Regions from separate parts of the Mus musculus genome. Here region 1 is linked to region 2. A link is a contact called in public Micro-C data. All regions are on one chromosome and are shown on one strand. The core of a region is the stretch at or near the end of the contact, and the rest is flanking DNA. Distances in the headings are between cores, read along the strand shown. Region 1 holds the start of Fzd10os (frizzled class receptor 10, opposite strand). Region 2 holds the start of Tmem132b (transmembrane protein 132B).

Region 1 (6,594 bases), core at 1,861-4,360, 3.1 Mb after region 2:
ATCTTAAGAGCTTTCCAACTGGATCCGCAAATAGGAAAGTTCTAGAAATGGCCTTGAAGCTACCAAGACAAACGTTAAGGAGCCAGCTCCCTGGTTCATCTTCAGGCTGGGAGACAGGATGTTCATGTCTTTCTATAATCTCTGCCCATACCCCACATGTTTACTCTTGCAATTAGCTTGTAACAGGCTAAGCTTCTGGCTTAATTTTTCTTTATTGTAGGAGACGAAGTACTTTTTTTTTTATCTTAAAGAGATTATTTGGGTTCTCTCTAATCCTATTTCAGAAACCCCTCTCAAGACTTTATGGTTCCTTCACCCATACTGAGGAAGGATGCAGCTTTGATTACCACTGAGACCCATGGCAGAGAATCTTTTCTTTTTTTTTTTAACTTCTGACTTTACCAATTAAACAGGGCCTTCCTTTCAACTCCCCACCACCTCCAAAATTATTTAACTCAAGACACCATCTGACTCTTAAAGAGTATTCCTTCCAGAATACCTTGCACTCTCCTTGGTAGACATTTGCAAGAACTCTACGCTAATATCTACAGACAGTATTTTGAAATCTCACGTAGATAGATATATTAGGAGATTTGGGGTCCAAAGTACCCTTTGCTCTAGGATGCTATTTAAAATCATGTTTAATTATCAAGTTTCATTAGAAACCCTTGCTCAAATTTTGAGAAACCTAATAAGATTTCCATTAATTTAAACATAGCTCTATTCCCAGGCCAGTCCCCCCCACCCCACCCCAAAGCTTTCTCTTCCCTCTTTTATCCCTGGTTAAATATGTAAATAAAATGTCTAAAGTCGTTCTTCAAAGAAGACAAAAGAAAAAAAAGAGCCGAGGGGAGAGAGACAGCCATAAAATTCCTCCCAGCTCTCCATAACGCTTGCCAGAGGGGGGCCGGTTTCCGAGCCAGGGCTGAGCAGCAGGGGACCCGGCTGCTCTGGAGTCACTCGTCTCAAATCCCACACACAGGAGAGAGAAAAATAAAATATCTTTTCAGCTGGAGCCATCAAAGGGGTCCTTTCATTTATTAGCGTTGCCTTCCACTCTCGCTATCTCGGGGCCCTTATTTTTAGATACTAATGTCTATTTGTTGCTTTCCTTTCTTTTTCTATACTAGGTTGGGCAGATGGAAGAAATTCTGTTAGCTTTTTCTTCTCTTAATATATTTTAAGGGAGTCCCGGGGGTTGGGGGAGAGAAGAAAGGAACGTGAAGTGATCATAGCTAAAATAAAAGGTCGGAACACTGTAGAAGTAACCAGAGCATAAAAGACCAATTACGTGGGGCAGTCTCAAATAGCTCACACCCTGCTCCGGAGCTGAGCTCACCCAGGCTACTTCCACGCCCCCCACGCCCCAAGGGGCGGGGGGGGGAGTGTGGAATTAGAAGAGAGAGAGAGAGAAAACGGAAGGCAAAAGTGTCAGGAAGGACCCCTTGCAAACTAGTCTGTCTTAAAGCTAAGCGATAGCCCAAGAATCTTACCTGACTTAAAAGGTTTTGGAAACAGCGTACTAAACTATAAATATCTAAGTAAACCATCCTTATCCAAGCCGCAAGCGTTCACCACACCGCAGGTTTTTCTTGGGTCACTAACACGGTGGTGGGTGGTGATTCTGACTGTGTTAACCTCAGTCTTCCGGACCGCTGTTTCCACGGATCCAACTTCCTCCCGTGAAAGGCAGAGGGGACCAGGGGATCTAAAGGTGAGGCATGAGCCTGTGCACACCCCTCCGCCCCCCACCCCCAGGACTCAGCAGGTCCTGGGAGTGTCCCAGCCTCAGGTCTGTCCGCTATGTCTGACAAATGAAAGGGGGGTAAAGAGGAAGAACTCCCTGCAGATGGGACGCTGAAGCCTTGTTTTAATTAGAAGTCGATCCTCTGCAGGAAGCGCAAGGCAGGGCGGGGAGGAGGGGTCCTGGGTAGCCTCGTTCCTGGCTTGGCTGGAGCCACTGAAGGCTTCCAGGCATCTGTGCACCCAACTCGGCCCTGGGGTGCGCAAGACTGACTGGCCGAAAGATGAGCAGGGGACTTAGCTGCACCTATGCAGTTGGGGGAGTCCGCACTGGAGGTCCTGGTAGTTTCCCAGACACTTAAAACGCAGACCTGAATGGGGGTGGGGTGGGGTCTAAGGAGAGAGTGGGCCACCGCCCTGAGGGCTGTTTATCCAAAGCCAAGAGTCCGCGACAGGTGCCGCACCCCAGATCTCTCGGACATCTAAGGACTGCGGTGGGCTCCCATGGTGCACTCACTCCCTGTGCGGGGGAAGGAGGTTGAAGCTCTGTGTCCTTATCACAGATTAGCCCAAAACCAACCAAGGGGCAGGAGCCAGCATAGCAAGGCACGGAGAGGCCCCACCACTCTGCGTGGGAACCAGCCGTGCGCGTGTAGGCCGGGGCTCAGCCTCCGCCTCCCAGGAGGACGCAGGCCGAGCACATCTTTCGCCAAATAATATAAATACACAACTTCCTATAATAAATAAACTCAGCCGCTTGGAGAAACCACCAGCCGGCTTGGCGCGATGGTCCCCAACACGGTGGCCTTGGCGGGGCAAGGGTCACCACGATTCAAGCCAAGCCCCTCTTCTCGGGGTGCGGGGTGTCAGCGGCCCGGAAAGTCTCCTCCCCGCCCCCTCCCTTCTTTCTTTGAGTAGACCTTGCAGAAGAGGCCCTAAACTCCGGCTTCCCAAGTCCCCTCCCCCTCCCCTGCACTCGGCCCTTTTGAAATTTCAAAGGCAGCCCCTCCCCGGAGTCCGAGCTCCGCGCCCCGGGCAGCAAACCCCCGGCTTCGGGAAGATGCGGGCAGCTTTACAAGCCGAGGGGCCACTTTTTTATGAGCACGGTCATAAAACGCAAATCCCGTGTCTCTTTGAAAGTGCCCTCCGCCAGGGCCCGGTCGTAAAAGTAGAAGATGCGTCCCCAGCCCCCAACCCCGGGTGAGGACCACCCTTACCCGAGTCCCCAAACTTCCCGTAACCTCGGCGTCCTTGGGGTACCGGGGACAATCTCAAGGCCTCCCACCCCCCCTCTGGGGCGGGGAGGGCAAGCAGAGAGGCCGGCAGGAGGTGAGGCTGGAGGCTGGGGTCCAGCCCCAAGCTGGGGCTGAGGGCGGAGGCTGCCCGGGGCGCAAGGCTTTCTGATGCAAAGCAGCAGCGGGGCGGGGCGGCGGGCGGAGGCGGGGCCTGTCACCAATCGGCTTTGCTTTTTTTTTTTTTTTTTTTCCCTCTTTGCTACTCTTTGCCTCTTTGCAAGTCTTCTCATCCCGGGACGCCGTGCTGGAAGCAGCTGCGGGCGCCGGGAGGGAGGAGCTCCAGGGCCCAGGGCCACGGTGTGCCCGCGCTGCCCCACCGCGGTCCGCGATCGCCCGCGCCCGGAAGAAGAGGCCAAAGTTTGCGCGCTGAGCGGCGCTCGCTCCGCCGTATTGTTTGCAAACTTCGCTCCCCTCCCCCGCCGCCCCCCGACTCCGCTGAGGCCGCGCGCCCACCGCGGTGGCCCCGGGCGCCGCGAGCGCTCCGGCCAGACTGGATGGGCATGCGCGGGGGCCCGAGCCGGGGCGCGGAGCCGCGGGCAGCAGCAACAGCCCGTGCCCGGGAGCGGCGGCCCTGAGCGGCGCTGGGACATTGAGGGCGCCACCATGCAACACCCGGGCCCGCGCCTGTGGCTGGTGCTGCAGGTGATGATAGGCTCGTGCACGGCCATCAGCTCCATGGACTTAGAGCGCCCTGGAGACGGCAAGTGCCAGCCGGTGGAGATTCCCATGTGCAAGGACATCGGCTACAACACCACCCGCATGCCCAACCTGATGGGTCACGAGAACCAGCGCGAGGCGGCCATCCAACTGCACGAGTTCGCGCCGCTCGTGGAGTACGGCTGCCACAGCCACCTTCGCTTCTTCCTGTGTTCGCTGTACGCGCCCATGTGCACCGAGCAGGTCTCCACACCCATCCCTGCTTGCCGGGTCATGTGCGAGCAGGCCCGGCTCAAGTGCTCGCCGATCATGGAGCAGTTCAAATTCAGGTGGCCGGACTCCCTGGATTGCAGCAAGCTCCCCAACAAGAACGACCCCAACTACCTGTGCATGGAGGCACCCAACAACGGCTCGGATGAGCCCAGCCGGGGCTCTGGCATGTTTCCTCCGCTCTTCAGGCCCCAGAGGCCCCACAGCGCGCAGGAGCACCCACTAAAGGACGGGGGTCCGGGGCGCGCAGGTTGTGACAACCCAGGCAAGTTCCACCATGTGGAGAAGAGCGAATCTTGCGCACCGCTTTGCACTCCGGGGGTGGATGTGTATTGGAGCCGCGACGACAAGCGCTTCGCTGTGGTCTGGCTGGCCATCTGGTCCGTGCTGTGCTTCTTCTCCAGCGCCTTCACCGTGCTCACCTTCCTCATCGACCCATCGCGCTTCAGGTACCCCGAACGTCCTATCATCTTCCTCTCCATGTGCTACTGCGTTTATTCGGTGGGCTATATCATCCGCCTCTTCGCGGGCGCGGAGAGCATCGCTTGTGACCGGGACAGTGGGCAGCTGTATGTTATCCAGGAAGGACTGGAGAGCACGGGCTGTACCTTAGTCTTCTTGGTACTTTACTACTTCGGCATGGCCAGCTCTTTATGGTGGGTGGTCCTCACCCTCACTTGGTTCCTGGCTGCTGGAAAGAAGTGGGGCCATGAGGCCATTGAAGCCAACAGCAGCTACTTTCACCTGGCAGCTTGGGCCATCCCGGCTGTGAAGACTATCTTGATCTTGGTGATGCGCAGGGTGGCAGGGGATGAGCTCACTGGTGTGTGTTATGTGGGCAGCATGGATGTCAATGCTCTGACCGGCTTCGTGCTGGTCCCGCTGGCTTGCTACCTAGTCATCGGCACTTCCTTCATCCTGTCCGGCTTTGTGGCTTTATTCCACATCCGGAGGGTGATGAAAACGGGTGGGGAGAACACGGACAAGCTGGAGAAGCTCATGGTACGCATAGGGGTCTTCTCCCTCCTCTACACTGTGCCGGCCACCTGTGTGATTGCCTGCTATTTTTATGAACGCCTCAACATGGACTACTGGAAGATGCTGGCCACCCAGCACAAGTGTAAGATGAACAATCAGACCAAGACACCTGACTGCCTGATGACCACCTCCATCCCTGCCGTGGAGGTCTTCATGGTCAAAGTGTCCATGCTGCTGGTGGTGGGCATCACCAGTGGGGTGTGGGTCTGGACTTCCAAGACCCTGCAGTCCTGGCAACACGTATGCAGCCGGGGGCTAAAGAGAAAAAGCCGGAGGAAACCAGCCAGTGTGGTCACCAGTGCAGGGATCTACAAAAAAGCCCAGCACCCCCAAAAACCTCACCTTGGGAAGTATGAACTGCCCGCCCAGCCTTCAGCCTGCGTGTGAAGGCAGAGCTGGCTGCAAGAACAGGACATTCGGAGCCCAAATGGGCAGCTTTTCTTGGTTGGCTGGTTGTTGGTAAATCAAAGTAAAAAGAATATGTATATATATATACATGTATGTGTATGCATGTGCATATATATGCATATATTTACACATACATGAAGTCTACCTTGAGGTTCAGAACAGCTGAATGTAAAGGGTTCTGTTCAGTTTGTTGCCTCCCTGAAGGGTCGCTCATTAAGGAGGGAGCCTCTTGTGTAACTAATTTGTGGTAAAGTAGTTGATTCAACCGCCCTCCAGAAAACTTTTGTTTAGGCCTCAAGCACACAGCTGTGTATTCAGAAGGCTTTGCTGCCTGTGCATAAACTTGAGGCTGGAGAGCTCCTTTGTAAGCTAAAGAGCTTTCCTGGGGGGGGGGGGGGGCAGCCAGTGAGCCACCCAAGGGCCTGCTCTCCCTCCCTCACTCCCCCAGCTAGGCTGCTGTATGGGTGGGAGGGAAGGTGAGGAGGAGAGGGGATAAAAGAGGTGACACCCCCCCCAGCCCAAGGTCTGCCTGCAGATCCCTTAAAAGAGAGTCACTTCCCCAGCCTTCATAGCCATGTTTCTCCCAACACAGAGCCCACGCTACCCTCTCACCCCACTGCAGATCTAACACTGGAGAATTCAAATGGTGTGCAATACTTTTTTTTTTTTTTTTTTACATTTTCCCCCTCTCCCTAGCAAAACAAATGAGAGAGAGAAAAAGTATTTTGTTGTAAATAAAAGGCAAGAAAAGAAATCATCTAACAAAAGAATTTAGAGGCTCAAGCCTCAGGGTTGGGGGTTGGGGGGGCGCCTTCAGCCTGATACATTTTGTGGCTTTTTAATGGAAACCAAGCCAGTGTGTTCTACACACTGGGACTGATTTGTGGAGAGGAAGGGGGAGGGGGGGAAGCCAGTGGAGAGCACCAGAGGGCTTATTGACTCTCTGAATTGTTAAACAAATGATTTCCATGAGTGGTCTTGAAGCACTTGGGAAGACAAACTTTGTCTCCAGCCAGGGAGGGCCATGCCTGCCTCTGTATATCTGTAATATAGGATATTTTTCATGCTCCACTATTTTATTAAAAATAAAAGACATTCTTTAGTTTGCTGCTAGTCACTGTGCATTGGTGAGGGGAGCGTTCTCCATTTCTTAGCAGATTCTTGGGTGTGCGAGGCTGGCTAG
Region 2 (6,406 bases), core at 2,869-5,368:
GGGTGGGGAGAGAGTGTGGGGAGAGGGGTATGGAATGCACCCAAAGACACTCCAAGTGTCATCTAGGTTTTGTTTTCTCAGTACCTATGTCTTGAGTCTGTGTCAGGAACACGGGATTTGGAGAACTACTTACCCCTCAAAAAGCCAGCATAGGAGAAGAAACATTTTGTATGTATGTATGTGTGTGTTTTCTTCTACTTTTTGACATACATTATTCAAGTTGTTCTGTTGAGAGCTAAATATGCACGACTGACTGACTGTCCATTCAGGGCTCTCCCAAAACCGGCATCTATCATCCAGGCTGTTTCTGGCTGCAAGTCAAGAATGCCTGAAGGAGCAGCAGAGTTTAAGCACCACAGTGTATCCTCTCAGAGAATGGTCTGTGCAGGATCAGCCCGACGACACGGTGGCTAAAACTTTCTGGAAAAGCGTTTTGCTTTCTTCCACCGGTAGAAAAGCAAAGAACTGCTGGTGGGCACTGGCATAAGTGGTTACGGGAGCCCCTCCCATCACCCCCTCAGTCAGCAAGTGGCCAGAAGGACTACATAGTGAGACCATTTCGGTTTAAAAAAAGCGATTGTTGTGCATGACTATGAAGTGGGAATGGTGATGCTTTATATGTAACGCAGCACACGTGTGGCAGTCAACTCTCTCCTTCCGTTGTGGATTCCGGGGACTGAAGTCAGGTGTGTGGGGTGAGTGTCGTTTCCTGCTGAGATCTCTTGCTTTTCCTCCCATCTGGTCTCAAGTCACAGGCTTATGGGGGACTTCTGGCATCTTGTTAACCTGCTCTTCAACCCTGAGTTTCATTTCCTTCTTTCTTCTTTCTTCCTTCCATTCTCCCTTCCTTTCTCCCAGGATTTGCACTTGGGGTTCCTTGTGTCAAGCCTGGTGCCTGGTCTAGCCCAGCTATTGGGGATGGAGAGCCTCAGCCCCAAGCTTTCCTGATTCCCCGGGCGAGGAACCTGCACCACCTAGGGATGCACTACCCGCTTTGGCCACAAGATGGTAATGTTGCTCTTTGTCCAAAGCCCAGAGGCACCTGGGCAGGGTTTTAGAGGCCAGGCTTGGGAGGGTCCCAAGGGAACAGCCACCTGCTACTTCGGGGTGGTCAGAGCTCTACACCTCAAGGTCAGGTTAGATTTCCCTTACCACACTACAGAACCAGGGCGAGAGTCATTTCCAACCTCAGCTTCTTTGTGTATGTATAGAACCTTGGGAGTCCTGCTTGGTACTCCCCAGGCCAGGTGAAACATGGGGATTTGAAGTTGAGCAGGGATGAGAAGATACACTTGCTGAGGGAGCTACAGGGTCTCCTGGTTATACCCTCAGCTCCTCAGCTCTTCTGGGCCCTCCAGACCCCTCTGCTTAGAATTTCCATAAATACTATCAGAAACACCGGCTTGGTTAACACGCAGAAATCCTCGCCCAGTGAAGGTACAGGCCAAAGCAGGGACGCTCAGAAAGCGTTAGGGGTTTCTACAAAGTCGCACAGCAACTAACCTGCCTTCTCCCTGTCAGCCATTCCACAAAACAGACCCCTCCTTCCTCTGTGGTATTACATCATCACCAGCAAGGGTCAGCTGGGGAGCGCACTCCGGCCCAGCTCTAGAGGTTCTCTGAGATGTGATGAGGTACCTCTGAACTGAACGGGAGTGTGTGTGAGGTGGGGGTAAGGTAACCGATGCCTTCCATCACCCCCGGGGATTTATGGATCTTGGCTTGTGGCCTGCCTTCCATGTACTATGCCCCTACCAAGGAAGCCATAGAATCCCTCTGGTCACAGATCCTAGCTCTTGATGACCTGGTCCAATACACCCTGGCCTCCCTCTGGCTATGGCTGCAGCCTGCGCTATCTCCATCACGGGGCTGCTGTTCAATCCCAGTTCCTCAAGAGTGGCGGTTCCTGCTGTGTTTACTTCTTGAGTCCTCACCATCCAGCCCAGGCCTCGAGCACAGTAGGTGCACAGCTCAGTGATATTCGCTAGTAAATGAAGGAGAGGTGGAAAAGGTGACTGGAGTGGCACCCAGAAGTACCTGAGGTTGGGTAGCATCCCCTACAGCCATAGTCACCAGGGAGAGGGGACACACAGAACCTCTGAACTCAAGAAGAAACCCAGAACCCAAGCGGGGTGGTGGTGGCGCACGCCTTTAATCCCAGCACTCAGGAGGCAGAGGCAGCTATACAGAGAAACCCTGTCTCGAAAAACCAAAAAAAAAAAAAAAAAAAAAAAAAAAAAGAAAGAAAGAAAGAAAGAAAGAAAGAAACCCAGAACCCACTGTCCACCTATTGATGCCTTTGCCAGGAGCATGGCAAAGACAGGATTCCTTATGAAGGAGGGCTGCAGGCAGAGCAGAATTTGTTCTTGGTAACTAACCTGCTCCTGCTCCTTATTCTTTTCTTCTTTTTTAAAAAATTGTGGAAGAGCCTGGAGCTGCCTGGACTAATGAGTCCCTACTAATGAAGTAGGTCCACCAGCCCCCTCACCAGCTGGGAAGGCCGGAGTGTGCTGATACTCGCCCATGGAGGCAAATCAGACACGGTGATAACGGCTGCAGCGAGCATGAGGGTGTTACCCTTGGCGGATCGGGTCAGGGGTTTCCTGTGTGCATTCCTGGGAATACCAGCTAGAGGCTGCCCTGACTTTATGTCTCAGGTTGGGAAATTGAGGCTCTTTGGAGGATTATGAGTTTTGCCTGCCCTGGGTTCTCAACTAAGGATGCTGGGCCACAGTCTGCATCATCCCTGTTGACTGATTTGAGGTCTGACCCATCTTTCTTTTTTTCTTTCTTTCTTTCTTTCTTTCTTTCTTTCTTTCTTTCTTTCTTTCTTTCTTTCTTTCTTTCTTTCTTTCTCTCTCTCTCTTTCTTTTTCTTTTTCTTTTTCTTTTTCTTTTTTTTTTTTTTTTTTTTTTTTTGGTTTTTCGAGACAAGGTTTCTCTGTATAGCCCTGGCTGTCCTGGAACTCACTTTGTAGAGCAGGCTGGCCACGAACTCAGAAATCCGCCTGCCTCTGCCTCCCGAGGGCTCGGATTAAAGGCGTGCGCCACCACTCCCGGCTTCTGACCCATTTTTCTACGCCAAGCCAGGACACCAGAAACTGGTGGCAGGTTGAGCAGAACCCAGACTCTAATTCAGGTGTTTAGACACCACAGCCTCTGTCTGGCTTTGCAGCCTGGTGAAGGGAACTTCCAGGGCCTCTCAGAGAAGCACCTCGGAGCTTCCCTGTTTCAACCTGTCGCCTGGACTAGGCTGTGCATTCAAAGGGACTGTAGTTTCTTGGTCCCTGTAAGCTGGGACTCTCTTCCCACGCCGGGCTGAAGCCTGGCCCACTTCGTGGACATATCGGACGACCTGCCTTGGTGGCGGAGCCGTGCCTCCTCTCCCCACTCCTTAGCACAGAAAGAGCGCTCTGATCTGCCTGAGGCTGGTAGATACTCTTGCGGGCTCTCAGGCCACACCACATCTATCACGTGCCCTAGTCTGCGCGCAGCAATCTATCCCTCACAGATGCCTCCTCTGCGGGCCTCTCCGGTAGCTTGCTTGCCTTCTCAACCCCGGGGACGCCCAGCGTTGCGCTCCCTCCCAACACTCCCTGGGAACCCGCTCCGCACTCTAAACGCTCTCTCTGTCCCTGCCCGACTACCTATTCGGGTCTCCACAGGCCTTGGCGGCCCTGTGCTCTCCCCTGGGAGTGAGTGACACATCCTGACGCTTAACCGCTGGGTGGCCGCCTGGTGTCTTGGCCCGGAGGAGGGGAGGGGACTGGGGGGGGGGGAGGACACCTCCCTGCCTCCTCTTTTTCTATTCTTTAACATCTCTGGGTATGTTCCTCCTCTCTCTTCCTCTCTTCCCTATTCCTCTTCTTCTCCCCTTCCTTTCCTCCTTTCATCTCCTTCCTTCCCTAACTCCATCCTCCTCCCTCTTCTTCTAGCCCCATTCCTCCTCCTCCTCTCCCTCCTCCTTCCTCCTCCCTTCCCCTTCTCCCTCCTCCTCCTCCTTTCCTGTCCTCCTCCCTCCTCCTCCCTCCTGGCTGCTCCCCTCCTCCTCCCTCCTCCCTCCCCTCCTCCCTGCTCGGCTCGCTCACTCTCGCGCTGGCTGGAGGGGCGGCCGGCAGCTGGCGCTGGCCGAGGCGGCGGCGGGATGGGACGCGCGCTGGGGCGCAGGAGCCGCGGCGCCGGCGGGGGCCGCGCAACTCCGGCCAAGTGCAGGGCGGGCGCGCGCTGAGCCCGGGCGCCGTCTGCAGCCGGCGGCCGAGCGCGGAGCTGAGAGGTGCGGGAGGCGGCGGCGCAGGAGCGAGCGGAGCCCGGCGCCGGCTCCCGGGAGGACCATGCGGGCCCCGGCCGCGTCGCTCGGGCTGCTGCTGGCGCTGAGCGCGCTCCGCTGCGCAGGTAACGCGGCCGCGTCCCCTCCCCGACCCCGCGCGCAAAGTTGCTGCCTGGGTCCCAAGTCCCGGGCGGCCGCCGCCTCCTGCTCTTGGCGGGTCTGGGGAGCCCCGGGCGGCCCAAACCCCGCGCGCGTCCCCTTTGCCTCCTCTCCAGTCCCAGCTGCCCTTTGGATCCTTTTGGGGCTCCGGGAGCCACAGGCAGGGCTCCCTGAAATACCCCTCCTTACGCTGCCTGGCACCCGGGCCCCGGGGTCTGCTGGAGATGTAGTGGCCCAGCGTCCGTGGATTGCTGTCCTGTTGTCTGGACACCTGCGGGGCCTGGAGGTCGTCTGGGCTGGCCATGTCTGGCTTGGCTGCAGTCCTTCCCGCGCCTGGTTGCCCCTCTGTTTCCAGCCTCCCAAAGCTACCCGCTCCCCCAAGTGGCTCCCGCTGTCTCCCAAAGTAGCTTCCGCAGGCAGCCAGGTGACCCTGCCGCTCACCCTCTGGAAGCGCGGGTCGTCCCAGCACCCTGACCCATACGTGGTCTAGCAGGACCCGGGAGCGTGGTCCGCTCAGGCACCTAGTGATGTCTAACGTGAAGGTGTTCAGAGCCCTCGCCCCGGGATCCGGGAGTCTGGCTCCAGACTGGCACCTGCGCAGCTGTCGCCTAAACCCCGCGAATGGGGGAAGTCAGAATAGCCAGTTATATGCTGTTTGCAGCCTGGGATGGAGTTGGCTAGGTTCAGCCACCTCGGTGTTGCTACGTGTTGGTTGTAGAGGAAGCTTATCCTAAAATGACAGTACCCCCCTCCCCCACCCCAGGCAAGTAGAGACAATCCCAAAGGCTGGGAAGAAGCGACAGTCACGAGCCCTGTTCATGTGCGTATGAGGGCTGTGTTCTCCAGACCTTTAAAGCCCACGTTTTGGGAGCAGGTAGCTTTAGACTGAGAGCTTCGCTTCCCATTCCTTAAAACAAAAACCGACCGTACAGATACCCAGAACGCGGAAGGAAAAATGCACCCTCAACTTTGCGGCTCCGACTGCCTGGGTGAGGTCGCACTTAGGAGTAAACCTGGATGCCAACTTGTTTGGAAGGATGACTGTGCATAGGCAAAAGTAAATATTGCCTTCCTTCTAGATGACCTCAAGTGACCCCAAATATTTACTAAGACTTTCCCCTTGGAGAGATGGTGGCCAGCCTTGGGCTTTGTTTGCACCACTGGAGGATGGCTCTGGTCCTCAAGTGGAGGGCTCTTCCTTGGCGCCGTTAATGAGCAACCTCGAGCTGCTTGCTCTTGGAACTCCCCTGTGGGTTGGAGAGGGGCACTGACGGGGGTCCAGGCCATTTCCTCAGAGCGGAAGCTCTGAGACGCGGTTGCCAAAGTGCACAGTCCCTCGGACTTGCAAATTACAGTGTTGTGGCTATTTTCTCTCTCCACGGGGGTCAGCGTTCGCCTGGCTGTGTTCAAAAAGCCATCCTGGGCAACCTTGAAGGAGGAAGCTGCCTGTTTCTTGCCTTGTGCCAGAACGAGTCCCCTCACCCTGTCCAGCCCCACCCAGCTACAGAAGAGCCTGTGCGTGGATGGCTCTGGGAGGCTTGTGGTAGAAGAGAGGATGTGCCACCCCTGGGAACTCATTCCCGGCCCTCCTAGGAGGTGTCAGTGCAGCTCTCGGCTGCATAGCTTGCCATACTTTGGGTCCTCGGTTGCCCATGCCTTCCATCGGTTCCCACCAGGGACATAAAGAGAAACACAGTTTGCTAAGCCTATATTTAGCTCCAAAACAAGGGTGATGTTTCTGAAAGAGCTGCCTACACTTGGTTGGTTGGTTGGTTGGGAGTTAACCAGCTTCATCTAGAACTGGCTGCATTTTCTAGATCGTTTCTGGACCAACCTTAGATTGAGTGGCTGAGACCCTGGAAGTGGGGCTTGAAGAGTTCAGCTGTACGGAGGCGCTCCTATAGCACACGTTCTGTTGCCTGTGCCCTCTTCCTGCGTGGGCAGCTACCCCGGGAAGGAGAGCGGTGGGCGGACTTCTTGG

The links. Hi-C and Micro-C count contacts between places; a contact is called where the count stands out from the background.
Region 1: a Micro-C map of embryonic stem cells shows a contact between it and region 2, with 6 times the contacts expected there. The contact joins the promoter of Fzd10os here to the promoter of Tmem132b in region 2. A contact is called at or near these places in 1 of 39 promoter capture datasets (embryonic stem cells) and 2 of 484 Hi-C or Micro-C datasets (both in embryonic stem cells).

Annotation. Positions count from the first base shown.
Region 1 is chr5:128,597,577-128,604,170 of GRCm38.p6, forward strand. It overlaps Fzd10os (frizzled class receptor 10, opposite strand), which reads right to left and starts at 3,111. Exons shown (of 6, transcript NR_015517.2): 1 at 2,961-3,111. It overlaps Fzd10 (frizzled class receptor 10), which reads left to right and starts at 3,530. Exons shown (of 1, transcript NM_175284.3): 1 at 3,530-6,517. The coding sequence starts at 3,642. The coding sequence ends at 5,390.
Region 2 is chr5:125,528,300-125,534,705 of GRCm38.p6, forward strand. Tmem132b (transmembrane protein 132B) reads left to right here and starts at 4,119. Exons shown (of 9, transcript NM_001190352.1): 1 at 4,119-4,391. The coding sequence starts at 4,331.